Regions from separate parts of the Mus musculus genome. Here regions 1, 2, 3, 5 and 6 are each linked to region 4. A link is a contact called in public HiChIP or PLAC-seq and promoter capture Hi-C data. All regions are on one chromosome and are shown on one strand. The core of a region is the stretch at or near the end of the contact, and the rest is flanking DNA. Distances in the headings are between cores, read along the strand shown. Region 1 overlaps Fat1 (FAT atypical cadherin 1). Region 2 holds the start of Frg1 (FSHD region gene 1). Region 3 has its middle 30 kb from the start of Fat1. Region 4 holds the start of Zfp42 (zinc finger protein 42). Region 5 holds the start of Asah1 (N-acylsphingosine amidohydrolase 1). Region 6 holds the start of Fat1 (FAT atypical cadherin 1).

Evidence for each region. Promoter capture Hi-C pulls out the DNA fragments that hold promoters and counts their contacts. HiChIP or PLAC-seq counts read pairs in DNA pulled down with a chosen protein or histone mark.
Region 1: an H3K27ac HiChIP or PLAC-seq map of embryonic stem cells shows a contact between it and region 4, with 13 times the contacts expected there. The contact joins the enhancer-like site here to the promoter of Zfp42 in region 4. A contact is called at or near these places in 6 of 39 promoter capture datasets (the 3T3-L1 cell line, cranial neural crest, embryonic stem cells and 2 more), 1 of 484 Hi-C or Micro-C datasets (embryonic stem cells) and 12 of 115 datasets of contacts at active chromatin or transcription factors (embryonic stem cells and stem cell-derived neural progenitor cells).
Region 2: an H3K27ac HiChIP or PLAC-seq map of embryonic stem cells shows a contact between it and region 4, with 6 times the contacts expected there. The contact joins the promoter of Frg1 here to the promoter of Zfp42 in region 4. A contact is called at or near these places in 5 of 39 promoter capture datasets (cranial neural crest, embryonic stem cells and hippocampal neurons) and 6 of 115 datasets of contacts at active chromatin or transcription factors (embryonic stem cells and stem cell-derived neural progenitor cells).
Region 3: a contact with region 4 is called in an H3K27ac HiChIP or PLAC-seq map of embryonic stem cells, with 5 times the contacts expected there. The contact joins the enhancer-like site here to the promoter of Zfp42 in region 4. A contact is called at or near these places in 4 of 39 promoter capture datasets (the 3T3-L1 cell line, embryonic stem cells, hippocampal neurons and 1 more), 4 of 484 Hi-C or Micro-C datasets (embryonic stem cells and uterus) and 12 of 115 datasets of contacts at active chromatin or transcription factors (the NIH/3T3 cell line, differentiating embryonic stem cells, embryonic forebrain and 4 more).
Region 5: a contact with region 4 is called in a promoter capture Hi-C map of embryonic stem cells, with 4 times the contacts expected there. The contact joins the promoter of Asah1 here to the promoter of Zfp42 in region 4. A contact is called at or near these places in 3 of 39 promoter capture datasets (embryonic stem cells, hippocampal neurons and stem cell-derived epiblast-like cells) and 5 of 115 datasets of contacts at active chromatin or transcription factors (embryonic stem cells and stem cell-derived neural progenitor cells).
Region 6: a contact with region 4 is called in an H3K27ac HiChIP or PLAC-seq map of embryonic stem cells, with 7 times the contacts expected there. The contact joins the promoter of Fat1 here to the promoter of Zfp42 in region 4. A contact is called at or near these places in 7 of 39 promoter capture datasets (the 3T3-L1 cell line, cranial neural crest, embryonic stem cells and 4 more), 4 of 484 Hi-C or Micro-C datasets (embryonic stem cells and uterus), 14 of 115 datasets of contacts at active chromatin or transcription factors (the NIH/3T3 cell line, differentiating embryonic stem cells, embryonic forebrain and 5 more) and 1 of 9 other capture datasets (embryonic stem cells).

The regions. Positions count from the first base shown.
Region 1 is chr8:44,978,818-44,981,517 of GRCm38.p6, reverse strand. The region is part of intron 1 of Fat1 (FAT atypical cadherin 1); the gene reads right to left. Among named protein-coding and RNA genes, the nearest start is that of Fat1, 30 kb to the right of the region's middle. Within about 2 kb of position 1,272, at least 130 of the 459 cell types and tissues checked have an H3K27ac peak or open chromatin away from gene starts, as enhancers often do. A contact at or near this core is called in embryonic stem cells and stem cell-derived neural progenitor cells, where this site is marked.
Region 2 is chr8:41,415,715-41,418,414 of GRCm38.p6, reverse strand. Frg1 (FSHD region gene 1) reads left to right here and starts at 1,297. Exons shown (of 9, transcript NM_013522.3): 1 at 1,297-1,515. The coding sequence starts at 1,454. It overlaps Gm50494 (a long non-coding RNA gene), which reads right to left and starts at 1,289. Exons shown (of 2, transcript XR_003947538.1): 1 at 1,166-1,289; 2 at 680-1,064.
Region 3 is chr8:44,919,122-44,921,821 of GRCm38.p6, reverse strand. No RefSeq gene overlaps it. Among named protein-coding and RNA genes, the nearest start is that of Fat1, 30 kb to the left of the region's middle. Within about 2 kb of position 1,256, at least 12 of the 459 cell types and tissues checked have an H3K27ac peak or open chromatin away from gene starts, as enhancers often do. A contact at or near this core is called in embryonic stem cells, where this site is marked.
Region 4 is chr8:43,305,586-43,308,285 of GRCm38.p6, reverse strand. Zfp42 (zinc finger protein 42) reads left to right here and starts at 1,277. Exons shown (of 4, transcript NM_009556.3): 1 at 1,277-1,445.
Region 5 is chr8:41,373,397-41,376,096 of GRCm38.p6, reverse strand. Asah1 (N-acylsphingosine amidohydrolase 1) reads left to right here and starts at 1,400. Exons shown (of 14, transcript NM_019734.3): 1 at 1,400-1,587. The coding sequence starts at 1,513.
Region 6 is chr8:44,948,828-44,951,527 of GRCm38.p6, reverse strand. Fat1 (FAT atypical cadherin 1) reads right to left here and starts at 1,320. Exons shown (of 26, transcript NM_001081286.2): 1 at 1-1,320. The coding sequence starts at 1,314.

The DNA.
Region 1 (2,700 bases), core at 23-2,522, 1.7 Mb before region 4:
GGCTGAGGAGCCGATTAAGGAGGCTCAGGGGATACAGGTGAGTGAATCCCACGAAGACAAAGAAGGAAAAGCCTGCAACGGAAGAGAACTCTGCAGCGCTCCACCACAAACACCACAAAGTTACTATACGTCGTACCACAGCATCTCCCTACGTTGCGCAGACTATACTCACACTAAAATGATATCCTGTATTAATAGTAGGACAGATATCATGAGATAACTGGGAATACAATACTAATGTTAAAATATTAAGCGGGAAGTATCGGATCCTGAGTTCTGAATCATAAGCCAGTTTTAAGTTTATACAAATTTCCGGGTGTGGTGGGGCACGCCTTTAATCCCAGCACTTGGGAGGCAGAGGCAGGTGGATTTCTGAGTTCGAGCCCAGCCTGGTCTACAGAGTGAATTCCAGGACAGCCAGGGCTACACAGAGAAACCCTGTCTCGAAAAACCAAAAATAAAAAAAACAAAAAACAAAAGTGACAAATTAAGAAAAAAACGCTTTGGGAAAGAAATAGATTCCCTGTCAGTCCGAATTCAGTCCTCAGCGGTGACCTATCAGAGATTTGAAAACTACCGCATGCTTTATCTTCCTCGTCAACAGCAGCACCTCATGCTGTTTATTGAATCTTGAGTTTGGCTGGAAATAATGTAGAGCTCACAAGAATGCCACTTGGCCTAATGCATGTGACCAACATGAAGTTCCTACCATGTGCCAGGCGGCCAAGGAACTCAGAAGAGAAAGACGGGGTCTCGGGGAGGAAATAATTAAGTGAAAATTCATTCGCCAGACCAGCAGGGTCAAGAAGTGTTTAAGAAGGAGAACGCTGAATTTTACCATCTTAGTAGATCACAGCTCTCTCCCATGATCTTACACAATAATCACGGCCTAGCTCCATCTTGAGGCACTGGGGGGTTAGAACTGTGGGCAGACATTAATTAGTTCCTCCACTTGACATTTTCTAACTTGTGCCAAAGAAGTATCTCTACTGATATGAATTAAAGCACTGTTTCACTAAGGGTTAACTGAAGGCCTTATCAACACACTGAAGAAATCTCAAGAATGTAAAAGGTGAGGGCAACGTACAGGTTTCCCTAAGCCGACTAACGACCGCTTAGAGCGTGTGTATGAAAAAGTTATGTTTCAGTATGAAGACAAAGCCCCATTCAGGGAGTGAAATGTCAGTTGAAACAGGCGGGCCTGTGCCAGCCTCCCAGGCTCCTTGCTAAAGAAGGAATGGAATGAGCTCGGGCCTGCCCCTCTCCAGACCGCCCAGCTCACTGCACACACAGAGCTCCTGCCAAGACGGCCAGTTGTCTCCCAGTCCTAGAGTGCACAAGCTGGAAGAGAGCAGAAGGGAGCAGGCCTCCCCTTCCCTGAGCCCGCTCGGGCTCCTACAAAACAGAATTTAAATGCAGAAAAGGACCGGCAACTGATTCTCTAAAAATAAAATCTAAGATCCATACGCAATTCAGCTGTGCAAAAAAGTAAGGCGTGTTCCACGAGAACGGAGTGCCAACCGAACAAATAAAAATTCCACTTGCTTTGGACACTTGTGCTAATGGGGCTGGGTCAGCTCCCACCGCCTTCTTTCTTTTATGGCTAGAACTTTTGACCAGATGTGTGGCAGGGATTTTTTCTTTTAACTTTAATAAAGCAATTTCTCAATTTAAAAAAACTCAAAGTTACTTACATATTGAAAAGAAAGAATGTACAGGAACTATCCAAAATACTCATTTTTGCTGTTAAATCCCAAAATTTATCAGAATTCAAACACTTCTGGGTGAATCTAAGCAAGTCATGGACTGCTTCAGAAACACTGCTTGGTTACTTAGTAGATAGAAACCCTGACCACCACGTTTTATGCTAGCAAACATCTCAGATTACTTCAGCTATCTCCAATGATCTCAATTCACTGCAAGGTTTGATTACACAGACCCGGGAGCCTTTGTTCAAACAGAGGTCACCGGTAGGGGTCCTGCATAGGTTTTCTGATCTCCCAGTTTTCTTAGGTAAATGAAATTATTTACATAACTGAGGAGTTCTAATTTGATATTTTAATGACAAAAGATAGCGTGCAAATGGGTGCTAAGAGAAGTAATCAAGGTTAGGGAATCTAGGCAGGCAGCATACAAACAAACCACCCTACCAAGATTTCCCAACCTTGGTGGTGGCGGGTTATCTGGAGGACGCTATTTTAAGCAGATAGGAAACAATCAAGGCTCTTGAAAACAGTGAGCTCAGTTCGAAGACTAAGAAAAGCTGTTGCTGATTCATCAGTTCAGAGACCAAAAAACTACAACTCTTAAGACATGGAAAGACGAAGTTAAGAACAGACTGGTAGGGCCGGGAAGGTAGCTCAATTGATAAGGCGCTTGGTAGGTGAGTATGAGGACCTGGGTTCAGATCAACAATAACTACATTAAAAACCATGCAGAAGTCTATGCCTATAAATCCCAGGGCTGGGGAGGCAGAGACAGAAGGGTCTTGGGGCTTGCTGACCAGGTAGTGCTACCCATTCTGTGAGTTCCAGGCTCAGTGAGAGGCCCTGACTTAATCACAAATCCTCAAACCATTACTCGGGAGATTACTATATGACTATTTCAAAAATGAAGAATAAAATAATTCCAGCACTACCCAGACCGGCCTCAAGCTCAAGCACGCCTGGAATCAACCTTGCGAGTGAGTCATGGACTACA
Region 2 (2,700 bases), core at 48-2,547, 1.9 Mb after region 4:
TTGCTAGATGTAATCGCCATCTCAGAGGCTTGCTGCTGAATAAACTCACCCTTTCCACTCCTTTCTAAATTCTGGCTGGCTGATTCAGCTAATCTATTCTGGCTTCAACTCCTCTCCAAGCTGACTGATTTTCATCTGGCTTCTCTCCGTGTCTCCTGAGTTGCTCTGCTTGCCCTCAAACTAACTCTGGTAATCTATTCTAATCTTCTGGCTTCTCATTCTCTGGCTTTAACTGCCTCTGCTGACCTTCACTGAACTGCAGGAGCTCATGAAGGAACTCACTCAACTCCACTGTACTGTACTCGCCACTCTGACTCCCCACTGACTGACAAGCGCTAAAGACTGAACTTGCCCCTGACCTGAATAGCTTCTCTCTCTTGTGCCACTCAGATGAGCGTTGAGCATATTCTGTCAAATCTCCCTCTGATTCACCACTTTGTTTGCCCCTCAATTAGACATCGTTGTTTAGGATTAAAGGTGTGTACTAAGTGTGTGTCTGGATTCCAGCCAGATCACACAGACCTAGAATATCTTTGCACGTCATCCCTTGCCAGAGCTGCCATCAATCATTCCTTCAAAAGTGTTTTATATTTGTCAAGTGTTGACAAAGCCATTCCATTTTTTGATTCTAACAGCATTCATGTTTCTTTCACAAAAACCAAAGATCACACAGAAGCTGTATCAGCGGTGCATTGTTTGTAATGGAAGGGAGTTATAACATTGCGGGGAAGATTGGAGGAGGCAAAAGGAATACGCACTTGGCTGGATCAAGACTACAGGGAAAGACAGTATTCGGTGTGGAGACCAAAGTCTCTTCAGCACTTGCGATAGAAACCAGTAGTTAGCAACTATACATTGTATCATTCCTCAATTGTTTCTTGTGTGTTACTCATACACAATACACGAGTAAAACATGTACAACACAACTAACAACTCTGGAGCCAGAGTCGTTGATAAAGTTGCCCGAAGCCAAGGCTGTGACCCACGCCTCCACAGAACACACATCTCGGTTTCTCTGTGCAGGCCCAGTCTGGCGGGTTGCCGGGTACTTGGTGCGATGTCCGCTGCAAAGAGAGTGGGCAGATAGATTTGATCCTTTCAACATCTGGCTCATCCAATCCAGGTATGGTCTTTACAACCTCGGCAGCAGGAAACTGTTGGATACCTTCGCTTCCACCAGGGGGCGTCTCTATAAGTTTTGCCTGGTTTGGGGGGGAAAAAAAACCGCGAACATCCGGGACTTCGCCGCAGGAACGCTGACGTGATTGGACCCTCCACGGCCGCCGTAGTGCATCGGAAGCAGTAAACAGGAAGCCGGAGAATCGTAGCCTTGGGTTGAAGAAGACCGAGAGTTCCTCGGGGACTCGCTCAGCTCCGGCCGTTAGAGCCACTTCCTCCTCCTCCCAGTCCTACGGAAGCTCTGCCAGAGGCTGCCACTTCAGCGAGCCGGGCCATGGCCGAATATTCCTATGTAAAGTCCACCAAACTCGTGCTCAAGGGCACTAAAGCCAAGAGGTGAGGCGGCGCTCGGGAGGGAGGCGCGGTTCTCAGTGCATCCATCCCCGGGGCTCAAGGGACGGGGTAGCCAAGCCACCCAGGACACTCAGACCTGCGTGGACAGCCTCCCCGACACTTCTTAGCTGACGCTGCGTGGCCGGGGATCCCCCGAAACGGAGAGACCAGGAGTCCTACTTTTGCCCCCCCCCCCAGGCCTCCCCCTGCCTGCCTTGATAACTTGCTTTAAGGAAAGTTTTTTTTTCCACCGGTCTTTCCTGCAAATGGAAAAAGCAAGCGGACAAACAAAAACGCCCTGATTCTCTGCAGTGTAATATGTAGGGGGCAGGCAAAGCTGCATCATAGTGTGAGTCGGGACCTTGAATTCGCACCGGTGATGGGTTGATGGTTCGTTTGCTGATTTATTAGACGCTGGTTCTTGTTCCTCGAGACTATAAAAAAGAGTTATGAGAACTGAATGAGACAGCCAACTCAGAATATAACAGCCAAGTGGAGGCATGTGGGTGTGATTTATAGTTAGCCCTATAGAGAAAGATATCTTGCCCGATCCTATTTCCGTCCTCTTGAAGGATCTAGCCAAAGTTGAACACTTTATTTCCTGTATCACCGCTGAAGCAGTTTCAACAGGTACTTGTCAGCGAGCTTCGTGCTGAATGAGCTCGGAGCTTTATCCTGACCGAATCTGAAACTGTTTAAAATTTAGAATTTGCTTCTGAAGATGTTGTCGATAAAATACAAAGAAGTTAAGACAGCAGTTATTAAAACCTATGTAGTGCTTTCCATGTTTCCATGATTGGTTCTTTGTTTTTTTGAGACAAGGTTTCTCTGTGTAGTCCTGGAACTTAACTCTGTAGACTAGGATAGCCATGAACTCAGACACTCACCTGCCTCACCTCCCCCACCCCACCAACCCCCAAGTGCTGGGATTAAAGGCTTGGGCTGCAACCACAGCAAGGCTCAGAATTTGTTGTAAGCACTCTGAATAATCACTTTTCCCCTAAGATCTCTCCTCGTGTTTCCATTTATGGAGCTGTAATTCATAAGCCATAAACTCCTTTTAAAGTGTACAGCTAGTGGGGTTTAGTATATTTACGAGTTCACCACTATTTAGTCAGTAAGCATTTTGCCACTCCAAAGGAGACTGTTTAACCAACCATTAAATAGTCACACCCTTCTGCCCGCCCT
Region 3 (2,700 bases), core at 7-2,506, 1.6 Mb before region 4:
AGGAAAGCGTGCCCATTAAAGCATAGACACACCGTGGACTTCTCTACCATGTAGGTACCATGCTGCCTGTAACAGTACGATAGGTCCTTAGAAACATAGAATGGGGTAAGAAATGGCGAAGAACTTGCTCGGAACTAGAACACTAACCAATCTGTAGTTGAGGTGGGGGTGTATATGAAGTAGGACATTTGTTTTTAAAAAGAATGGCGGTGACTCGGGAAGACACTGGTGCATGAAATGAAGACTCATCTCGGTGCATTGGTTTAATATGCCTTTGACAGGAATGTGAAGAAATGGAAGGTAGCCAGAGTGCATATAACCTCTCACCCAGAAATGGAAAGGAAAGTACTCTGTGCATGTGCTGAAGAAACAAGAGCTGTTGCTGTAGGTCGTAGAGAAATGGGCCGGAGGAAGTAGGGCTGCTAAGGAAAAGCTTTCCTAGAAACTTAAACTCAGGAGAGGCACGCTTTGAGTGAAGACAAATTCCTGTCATGGAGAAGGTAAGGCGATGAGGTTACTCTTGGGAAGAGAGACTCTAAAATGCAGAAAGTACAGCTTGGCTTCCTCCTGAGCCATTCAGCTCATGTCCAGATAGATGGTTGTAAACTCAGACACTGCCCTTGTGTCTTGTGGCTTTAAGCAAGTGCACATGGAGATGGGGGAATTTAATTATTATTTTTTTTTTATTCTATGTGCCTAGGTCTTTAGTACAAAATGGCAAAGCCCAGAGAGGCATGCATGTTTTCTGATTGGTTGAAGGGACTTTGCCCTATTTGCAATGTGCCATCTGTTTCCAGTTGAGACCCCAACAGATAGATGCAGTACTATTAATTATTTCTCAAACCAGCTGTTTGCAAGTGGGGGAGTGGTTTCCTGGGCAGTTTTAGCCACCTGCTATTTGGCTTGTAAACAAAGGTGTTTCTACAGAACAGCGTTTTCTAATTGATTCTTAAGTCTGATCTCAGACGAGCAGAGTCAGCACTTTCTAAGACTGTGTTAGAAGCACAAATGCTCCAGCCTCACCAAAGAGAATTGGATCCAAAACTTCAGGGGCAAGGGTCAGCAGTCTGTTTTAATAAGCTCTTCCGGTGATCCTGAGCAATGCGGAAGCATAAAAGCCACCATTGAAAGGGACTCTCAGGGGACAATGCGCCATCTTGATTATTGTACCTGCTGAGTCTCAAGCACACCCTGGAGGGAGGGGCTCAAAGTAAAAAGGAAGAGTCCCAGCCTACCTACCGCCTTGAGACGGCAGTGACTCAGCACTCAAGGTCATGACCAGTTTAAAGTAATGTCACAGGAAAGAAACAGACTCCTGTCTTCATCATCCATCTGATTTCACCATGGAAACCAAACAACAAGGAAGTTACATTGGAACAGGCCAGTCTCTTGAGATTAGAACACAAGGTATGAGTAGAGAGGGGATGGAAGATAATTTCTGGTGACCTCTTGATCCACTTTCTTTCCTTTCTTTTAAATTTCTTTTCTTTTTGTTTATTTGTTTGTTTAGAAACAGGGTTTCTCTGTGTCACCTTGGCTGTCCTGGAACTCACTCTGTAGACCAGGCTGGCCTCAAACTCACAGAGATCTGCCTGCCTCTGCTTCCTGAGCGCTGGCACTAAAGGTGTGTGCCACCACCACTACCACCAGGCTGTTGTTCCGGTCTCTAGTATCATGATGAAAATTAGAAATAGCACCATCTGAGTCAGATAACAGGTTGATGGGTTTCATCAATATAGTGGACACATTAAGTCTAGGAGTTAAGCTAAAAGACTAGAGGAAACAAGATTTTTCCTTTGCACAAATTTAGGTTGGGATGTGTGTTATTGGATTGCTATACCACTATGTTAAGTGACTCTAGGCTATGTCAACTCTATCCTAAGTAGGTTACTTTTACTGGAGATTAATGAACTGAGGGATCCCATTGAAGAGAGCTGTGTTAATGAGATCACCGCGTAACTCCGAAGCCCATGCCCTCTAAAAGTCGCTAATGAAGCAGGGTGGGAAGAAAGGAAAAAAAGCAATGAAAGTGAGTTCATCTTGTGATAATTGATCCAGTTACAGCGACACACACACAAATGCTATAGAATAGAGTTCAAGTTCAAGGGGAGCTTGCTGGCTCATTAAGAAGACAGGCACTCACCGTGTTAACTCTGTGCATTAGTTATTGCCCAAAGTGTGAAACAGGGACGATAAGAAGGAGGCTGCTTTTTATCTTGCAATAGGATTTACCACTCGAAGGGGTGCTTCGTGGGCTCGCCGTTACTTCATGGGCTCACGGCTACTTCTGCCTTTCAGGTCTTGGCAGACAAGTGACAAGCCAAGAGTGTCAACATCCTATGCGTGAAAATAGTCTTGTCATTGCTACATCATTTCTAGCATAATACTTTAGAATTGCTTCCACTGCCTATGGTCATCTCCCAGGAATCTGGGCATTTTTGTGGATCAGGTTGTCATGTGTATTCCCTGAATATAGCATCTATGTAGATAACCTGTCAAGACCTTATGCATGTATAAGTTTAATAAAAGTTACTGTGTGTGCACTTTAAACATGATTTCACATTTTTCTTTTTTCTTTTTTTTTTTAAATGTTCTTAGTCCTGCCCATTAAAGACTCTCTGGGATAAAGCCACATTTTGAGTAGATAGTTAGCCATAAAATGAGTTTACAAGTGCTTCCGTTGGAACTGGCTTCCTGGTA
Region 4 (2,700 bases), core at 28-2,527:
GCCTCACTTTGTAACCAGGGGGGTTCTCTCTCTCTCTCTCCTCTCTCTCTCTCTCTCTCTCTCTCTCTCTCTCTCTCTCTCTCTCTCTCTCTCTCTCTCTCTGTCATACACACACACACACACACACACACACACACACACACACACACTCACATCCACACACACTCACATGCAAAGGCAGTCAGAGAACTTGTTGAGAATTTGCCAATGTGTTTTGTTTGTTTTTTGTTTTTTGTTTTTTGTTTTGTTTTGTTTTGTTTTGTTTTCAAGACAGGTTTCTCTGTTTAGCCCTGGCTGTTCTGGAACTCACTTTGTAGATCAGGCTGGCCTCGAACTCAGAAATCCGCCTGCCTCTGCCTCCCGAGTGGACCACGCCGGCTGCCAATGCATTTTTTAAAACGCCTAAATGAAGTGTTCTGGAAACCTGGAGTAAAGCAGTTCCTTGTTCTGTCTTCAGCCACAAACTCACTTCCGGGGATGACAGGAGGTTTATCCTACTTCCATTCAGAGGAATGAGAGACACTTCATAAATAGTCAAAATTTCATCAGTCAAAAATTTTTTTCGATCTCACAACTGAATTTTATTCAAAAGAAGAAAAAAAAAACCTAGAATAAATGACCGATTCCTCCCTGATAAGTAAATTACAGAAAAGCTCAGGTTAAATGTAAGAGGATCTTAAATATTGATTTGGTTTTTGTCTTAATGGTGCCCGGCGTATTTATACGAACCATTAAATTTCACTAGACCGTTTGTAGTCAGTGGTGAACGCTGCATGACCCACGCTCTCAAAGTGAGTTGTGTTGCTTTGCGGGAATCCAGCAGTCACATTAATGCTGGAAAAAGTTCAGGCAACTAGTGTACTTTGTAGCGGGGTCCGGGAGAGGCTGGGGTCTAGAGTGGCGATGGGACGAAAGTGTAAAGAAAGTTTTCGGTGTGTGTGTGTGTGTGTGTGTGTGTGTGTGTGTGTGTGTGTAGGTAGGTAGGTAGAAACTGCATCCTCTGCTTGTGTAAATTCGGTTACAAGTCTGTAACAGAGGTACTGAGATGTGACTGAGTCTCAAGGCCAGGCGATCGGGATTCTGAAGAGGCATTTGCATAACTGAGCAAGAGTCTTTGCCCCACCCTTCCACGCCGACCCAAGACAAGGGGACAGCTCTGGGTGGGTCACCTGAAGGGCCAGGGGCCCGCCCACATCCCCGCCCACACCCACCTTGAGCGCTTCTCATTGGGCATTCCAGCCTACCCAGCTCGGAGTTAGTTACTCCGTAAGTGTGGCCGGAACAGAGTTCGTCCATCTAAAAAGGGAGGGGTCCAAGGAGCTGAACTCCTAGCCGCCTAGATTTCCACTGTGGCTCTGGGTACGAGTGGCAGTTTCTTCTTGGGATTTCAGAAAGGAAACCAAGGAGGAAATAGGTAGAGCGCATCGCATCGCTGTGGGCATTAGGTAAGTCCTGTTTCATGAAATGGCTGGGATTTGTCTTTTTTCTCGTTATGAGGAAAGGGAGGAGGGAAGGGTTTGAAAACCAGCAATTTAGAGTTTTGACTCTTCCAAATTGGTGAAGATCTTGGCAAATAAATGCTGGCTTTCAGACTGCATCGATCACCAGCTACCTTGGTCCATTGGCCATCACGTTTTCAAACATATTAAGGAGCACAGTAGATGCACATTGAGGAAAGTGGGAATTCAGGTTGGAATCTCCTTGAAATTCTGTTTCAAATTTTGTTCCAAGTGTTCGTGTGCTTTTATCTTATCTCAATTCCCTAGATCTATTTTATATGAAAATGTTTAAATTAGCGAGGTAACAGGGCACCTACCTTTTCTCTCCACTTACCTCTATAAAATTCAATAGATTATTCTAGAAAAAGAAAATCGAAGAGCATTTTTTTGGCTTTGTTTTGTTTTTGTTTTTGTTTGTTTGTTTGTTTGTTTGTTTTTCGAGAAAGGGTATCTTTGTATACCCCTGGCTGTCCTGGAACTCACTCTGTAGACCAGGCTGGCTTTGAACTCAGAAATCCGCCTGCCTCTGCTTCCCAAGTGCTGGGATTAAAGGTGTGCGCCACCACCGCCCGGCTAGAACAGCTTTTTTTTAAATTACTGATTTTCTTTACTTAATTTTCCAGTTTCCTCACTCCATTTTCCAATCAAGCATCCAGCCGGAAAGAACTTCCTCTTGCTTCCTACAGTCTGCATTCCAACCTTCAGATTGCTTGGTTCTCAAATTGCCTGAGGAGTTCCCTGTTCACTGTTGTCCTTTAGTAGTAGATCCAGAATAGTGGTTTAACTTAACACCCTATAATGGTTTCCTTTGGTGTTGAACTGCAACGCAAATGGCTTTCCGTAGAATTCCCAGGCTCCTTTGCACTTGGACCCTGGCCGCCATACTACCGACCAACTTTTCTAAGAATTACGACTTAACACCGAGTGGTGGCGCCGGCGGCCTCACTTGGCCTGTAATCTCAGCACTCCGGGAGGCAGAGGCAGGAGGATCCCTTTGAGTTGGAGGACAGCCAAGTCCAGAAAGCAACTTCCAGGACGGCCAGGCTGCCTAGAGAAAGGATCCCTGTCTCGAAAAACCAAAGCGGGGAAAGATCGACTGCTTCTGTGGTGACTATGGCTTCCTCCTGTAGTAAATATGACGGCCTTCTGTAGTAACTTCGGCTTCTTTCCCTACTTAAAACTTTTATCCTAGGTTCCCTAC
Region 5 (2,700 bases), core at 151-2,650, 1.9 Mb after region 4:
GTTTTATTTTGGAGATGAAATCTTGCTATCTTGTCTAGGCAGGTTTGAAACGCCAGAGTCAGTGACTGAAGACAGCTTTCTGCCTCAGGTTGCTGTCTAAAACAGTCCTCAGTGTCCCCCTTCAAAAAGTAAGTATTTTCCAATCTTGCTTACCTAAGTAAGATTTCTTTTTTTGTTTGTTTGTTTTTTTTTGTTTTGTTTTGTTGTTGTTGTTGTTGTTTTTTTTTTTTTTTTGAGACAGGGTTTCTCTGTATAGTCTTGGCTGTCCTGGAACTCAATTTGTAGACCAGGCTGGCCTTGAACTCAGAAATCCGCCTGTCTCTGCCTCCCAAGTGCTGAGATTAAAGGCACGCGCCACCACCGCCCGGCCCTCTAAGTGTTTCTTAATCCTGTGTTGTGTATCAACATCTAAACTTCCTCAAAAACAAACAAACAAAAAACAAACAAACAAAAGCCAACTTATTTATCATTTGCCTCCAAATTTAGGTGTTTTTTACACCAAAAAGGAAAAATACTCGGATCCCCAGCACAGGAGTCGGGGGTGAGAATTAAAATAGGATTTTAATGGTCCTGAGTGAGTTTTATAGAAGCATTTTTTTAAAAGCCTCCAAACTTCTTGAGATGCCTGTCGTCGAAGCAGAAAATGTAAATCTAGAGGCATTTTTTTCCTGTTGGATTCTAGATAACTCATCCTATTATGGAGAGCCTTGTCCAAGGTAAAAGCCAAGCAAGTATTTCACTTTTATCTGCTTTTCAAAGTAGACTATGAAGTACCAAGTACCTGTCCTAGGTTTAGGTCCGCTGGACCAACTGGCTTCTCACGAGCTAAAGGAAAACAGGAGTTGAGTAACGCGGCGACAAATACATCGATGAAGGTCCCACCCCTTCAACCTCTCCAACCCCGGACATAACAGCAAGAAACTAAAATCTAAATCCTAGGATTTAGCAGTGCCTTAAGTACCTAGAGTACCCGAGAGATGAAACTTCTGACCCTGACACTTGTCCTCTCTGGTTGTGATCCCTCGGGCAGGATGGATGGATTGAGTGACTCACTTGGAGCCAGCCTTCCCCAGAAGGCAAACTAGGTCTGACGCTATGCTCTGAAACTCTGTCCCTTTGGTGGGCTCAGGAACCGCGACGCCTAGGAGCCAACCTCTCCCGAGTCAGTCGGCGTCCGCCCTCAGAAATCCTCCAGCACCAGCGTCTTGCCCCGGCCCCCGCGCTCCAAACGAGTGAAGGCCAGAGGAAAACTGGAAGTCCCGCCCCGGGGTGCGGCTAAGGCTGGACGAAACCACTGCGTGGCGTGCTGGGGGCGCAGCCCCTCTCGGCCCTGTGCGCGGACTCCGCTCTAGGGACTCGGCCCGGCGCCTCTATCTCTGGCGTGTCCCCTGCCGTGCATGGTGTGGCCCAGGGTCGCTGATCACGCGTTGGGGTGCGGCCTGCTGCTGGTGGAGGTGGTCCCTGCTGCAGCTGCTGCTAGAGTCCCTCGGAGCGGCGCTTGCAGCTGGGAAGATGCGGGGCCAAAGTCTTCTCACCTGGGTCCTAGCCGCGGCAGTCACCTGCGCCCAGGCACAGGATGTGCCGCCGGTGGGTGAGCTCCAGCCGAGGCACAGATGGGGGTGCAGGCGCGGGCTCAGGGGGAGGTGGGCGCAGCTGTGGCGGGGCGGGTGAGGGACACCTGCTCGCGGTCTGTATCTTCCGTGAGGCGTCGGGGGAACTCTGGTTCGGTCCCGCGGAGTATGGGTGCAAATGTGGCTTGTGAACCCCGGGCTAAGTGGCTTTGCTGCTGTATGGACCGAGTACACATTTTAGGGAAGTTCTAACTTTCAAGAACAACTGTGTAGGATTCACGCATTCTCCAATCTTATATTTGAGATTACCAGCTACTGTAGGCGGAACTCTCCAGAGAAAAAGCTAACGATTGACTGGTGGCCGTAGTATTTTCTGCCTGGTTACCTAGTGCTTTTTCCTGAAGAAACCATCGCAGGAAGCTATGGGTCACATGCAGTCTTAGCCCAGATGATGGGAACCCACCCCCACCCCGCCCCCCTAAGAAGGCTGTACTGGCTGTGGCCTTCACGCCCAGGCATGGAATGTCTGTCTGTACCGTGGTGCTGCTCGACCAAGTCACAATGCCACAGACTTTATATATCCGCAAGAGACTGTGAGGAACTAACATGATTCTTGTATTTACTAGAAGAGGAAGTATAGCCCTGGAGTGAAAAATGTAGCCAGAGGTCACATCGTTGTTCCCAGAAACATTTCTAAGTTCAGCCTCTAGGTCAAAGCCCGACAGCGACATTTCATAGATCGATTCTATAAAGGCTATAGAATTGAAGACTGTTTTGTTGCCAGATTTGATAACTAGGAACCTGGATGCACCTTACCTGTGCCAGATGACAAGAATTTTGAAAAGAGGCAAGACATTGGAAATGGGAGCAGCAGGAGTTCTTTTAATTTTATTCCTAGAAGGAGAAATGCTTTTTTGAATTTGAGAGAGAGAGAGAGAGAGAGAAAATTAGCCAGCCACTAGAATAGATACTTAGTAGATAAAAGTAGAATGCACATCAGGGCAGAGGGTGGCACACGCCTTTAAATCCCAGCACTTGGGAGATAGAGGTAGGCGAATGTTCTAGGACAACAATGGACACAGAGAAACCTTGTCTGAAAAACACCACACAACACAAAGTAGAATGCAGA
Region 6 (2,700 bases), core at 71-2,570, 1.6 Mb before region 4:
CTCGAGTTCAAAATGGGATGTGTGCTGCCTTCTAATGGGTTCTAAAATGGAAATGAGACCCGTGTTGTGATTCAAACCGAATTTAGGTTTTCCAGGAGCGCTTTTAAAAACATACCTCAAATGGGAATAACTAGGAATGGCTTTGACCAGGACCACGGGTGTATGTGGAGGGGCAAACTCACTGATCTCGGCTCTGTAAACATCCATTTCAAACTTGACAGGGCCAGCTCTGAACTGTGGAGAAATGATGTGAACAACTTTCACGGGGGAAAACTGGGGAGGAGTCCCTTTGTCTTTAGCCTGCAATGTCAGGTTGTAGCCGTAAGGATGGCTGTCCCAGTCGACGGCCCCGACGGCTTTCACTTTGAATGCTTTACTCCCTGGGAAAGACCTCACTGTTTTAAACTGCTGAAGGAGGTCGCCAGCCACGATGCTCAAAGACGCTATCTCCCCGTTGGCACCCTGATCACAGTCCTCCACGGTGATGATGGCGTAGGTTGGGTCCTTGTCCAGCTCAGAGGGCGACAACGTCACCGCGGTTATGATGGGCGCGCACTCGTTGGCCTGCTCCACGTGAACTGTCAGCTTGGCCAGGCTGCTGACCCCACTGCTACCGTACAGCTTCATCCCCCGGTCCGCAGCCAGAATCTCCAGCTCATAGAGCTGGGTCTCTAGGAAATCAAGCCTGCCAGTCAAAACAACGACGCCGCTGGTCGGGTGGATAGCAAACACGTCAGTTCTGTCTTTAAAACTGTAGTAAAATTCGCCATTGGTCCCAATGTCCGCATCCGTGGCACTGACTCTTGCGATGCTGGTCCTTATGGCTGTGTTTTCCGGCAAAGAGACGCTGTAGGAGGTGGGGGAGAATAAGGGCCTTAAGTCGTTTGTATCCAGCACTTGTACCCGAACCTTCGCTCGGGCCTCAGCATCGGTGGCTTTCTCCACTGCCTTGACGATCAGCGTGTAATGGTCTCTCACTTCTCTGTTCAGGATGGCGGTATTCCCTCCTTTGGTTCTTATCCTTAGAAAGCAGAAGTCTCCGAGAACATACTCTTCCGCTTTGAACAGGTTTTCGCTGTCTCCTGAGACGATTTTGTACCTTATCTCCCACGAGGGGTCTAAGATGTAGATGCCCATCTTTCTGGGGTGGCCAACATAGGTCTTCGCTGCCGAGTTCTCGTGCACAGTGACATTGTACTGGAAGTGTGTAAACTGGATAGGAGGGGTGGGTTCAAGTCTTTGGCTGCCATCACTGTCTCCAAACTGCTGGAGGAAGAGGAGCAGAAGCAGAAGCAAGGTCAAGTGTCTCCCCATTTTTTAACTCCTGGCCACCTGTAATAGAAGAAGAAGAAAAAAAAGAGTGTCACTTGCTGGAGGGGAAAGAATAAATTGTAAATATAAGCCTTATGCATCAAGCATTCCCCACCCACACTGACTATGAGTAAGCACTTCCCAACACCAACATCAACACTCTAACAACTCTAGAAGAATGTCTGACAGCTATCTTTCTTTTGTTATTGTTTTCATGCGCATCAGCATCAGTGTACGCCTGGGAACAGGTCCTCTGCAAGAGCAACTCTCTTCTTAACCGTTGAGCCATCTCTCCAACCCTGAATTTGATTGTTAAACTTACGTCTTCAGGCCAAACACAGACATCAGTTTTTGAAAAAAGCAGACAAGGAATGCCTCCTCTCACACACCAAGAACTACATCCTCAAAATCATATAAACTTAATTTTCTGGCAGGAAAAATTCTTTTGAGACATAATTTCACGTAACCCAGGCCAGCCTCAAGCTCACTATGTAGTCAAGGATGGACTTGAACCCCTAGCCCTCTTGCCTCAGTCTCCCATTGCATGTTTCACCAAGCCTTGGAAGCTTATAACCTTGTGCTAACACAGGATTGGAAACATGCAGGGTCGCTCAGAAAAAGTCCTAAACGGTGCTCTCACAGGACCATATGTAATGATAGCTTGTAATCTGATCTCACAAATTTATCCTGGAATTATTTCTTCATAAAAATAATTAAGTTCACTCCCTACAGCACTCCCTCATTGTCTCACTTAGTACTGCAAAGCTATTTAAAGGAATTACAGTAACCATTACCGTCAAATCTGCAGTGAAGTAATTTCTAAACACCAACCTGAGCATACAGTCAAAGGTCATTTTATAACAGGAAAACCTGAATTCAGGAGCTTGACAGGCAACAGCTCTGACTACGGCAGAGAAGCAAATCTCTGAGCACTGACATTTTACCATCAGGGTTGTCAATGACCCCTTGTTCGAGGGCCTGGTATCTTCAAAACCCCTCACAACCTGTCCCAAGGGCGTCCCCAGTGAAAGGAGCTACACACGCACAGAAGCTGAAACATCAACGCATCAAGGCAAAGTAGGAAGGATGCAGAGCTGCGGGAAGGGCAGAGAGTCACTGAGGAGCAAAAGAGGGAGCACGAACAAAGGGCAGCCTTTAAACAAGTGGGAAGGTAGGTCAGGTCCACGGGGCTGAGATCGGGCCAGAGAACAGGGCTCTGTTCCCACCAGCTGTTCTTCATCACCCCAGCAAATTCATCCCTGGGGGAGGTGGAAAAAAAATTCAGTGTGCTTCCCCACCCCCCAGTGCTGACAGCACAGTGCAGAAGCTCGCCCTTTGCGGAGTAGCCCTCCGATGAATATGCACAAAACTGTAAGAGACCAGCAAGGG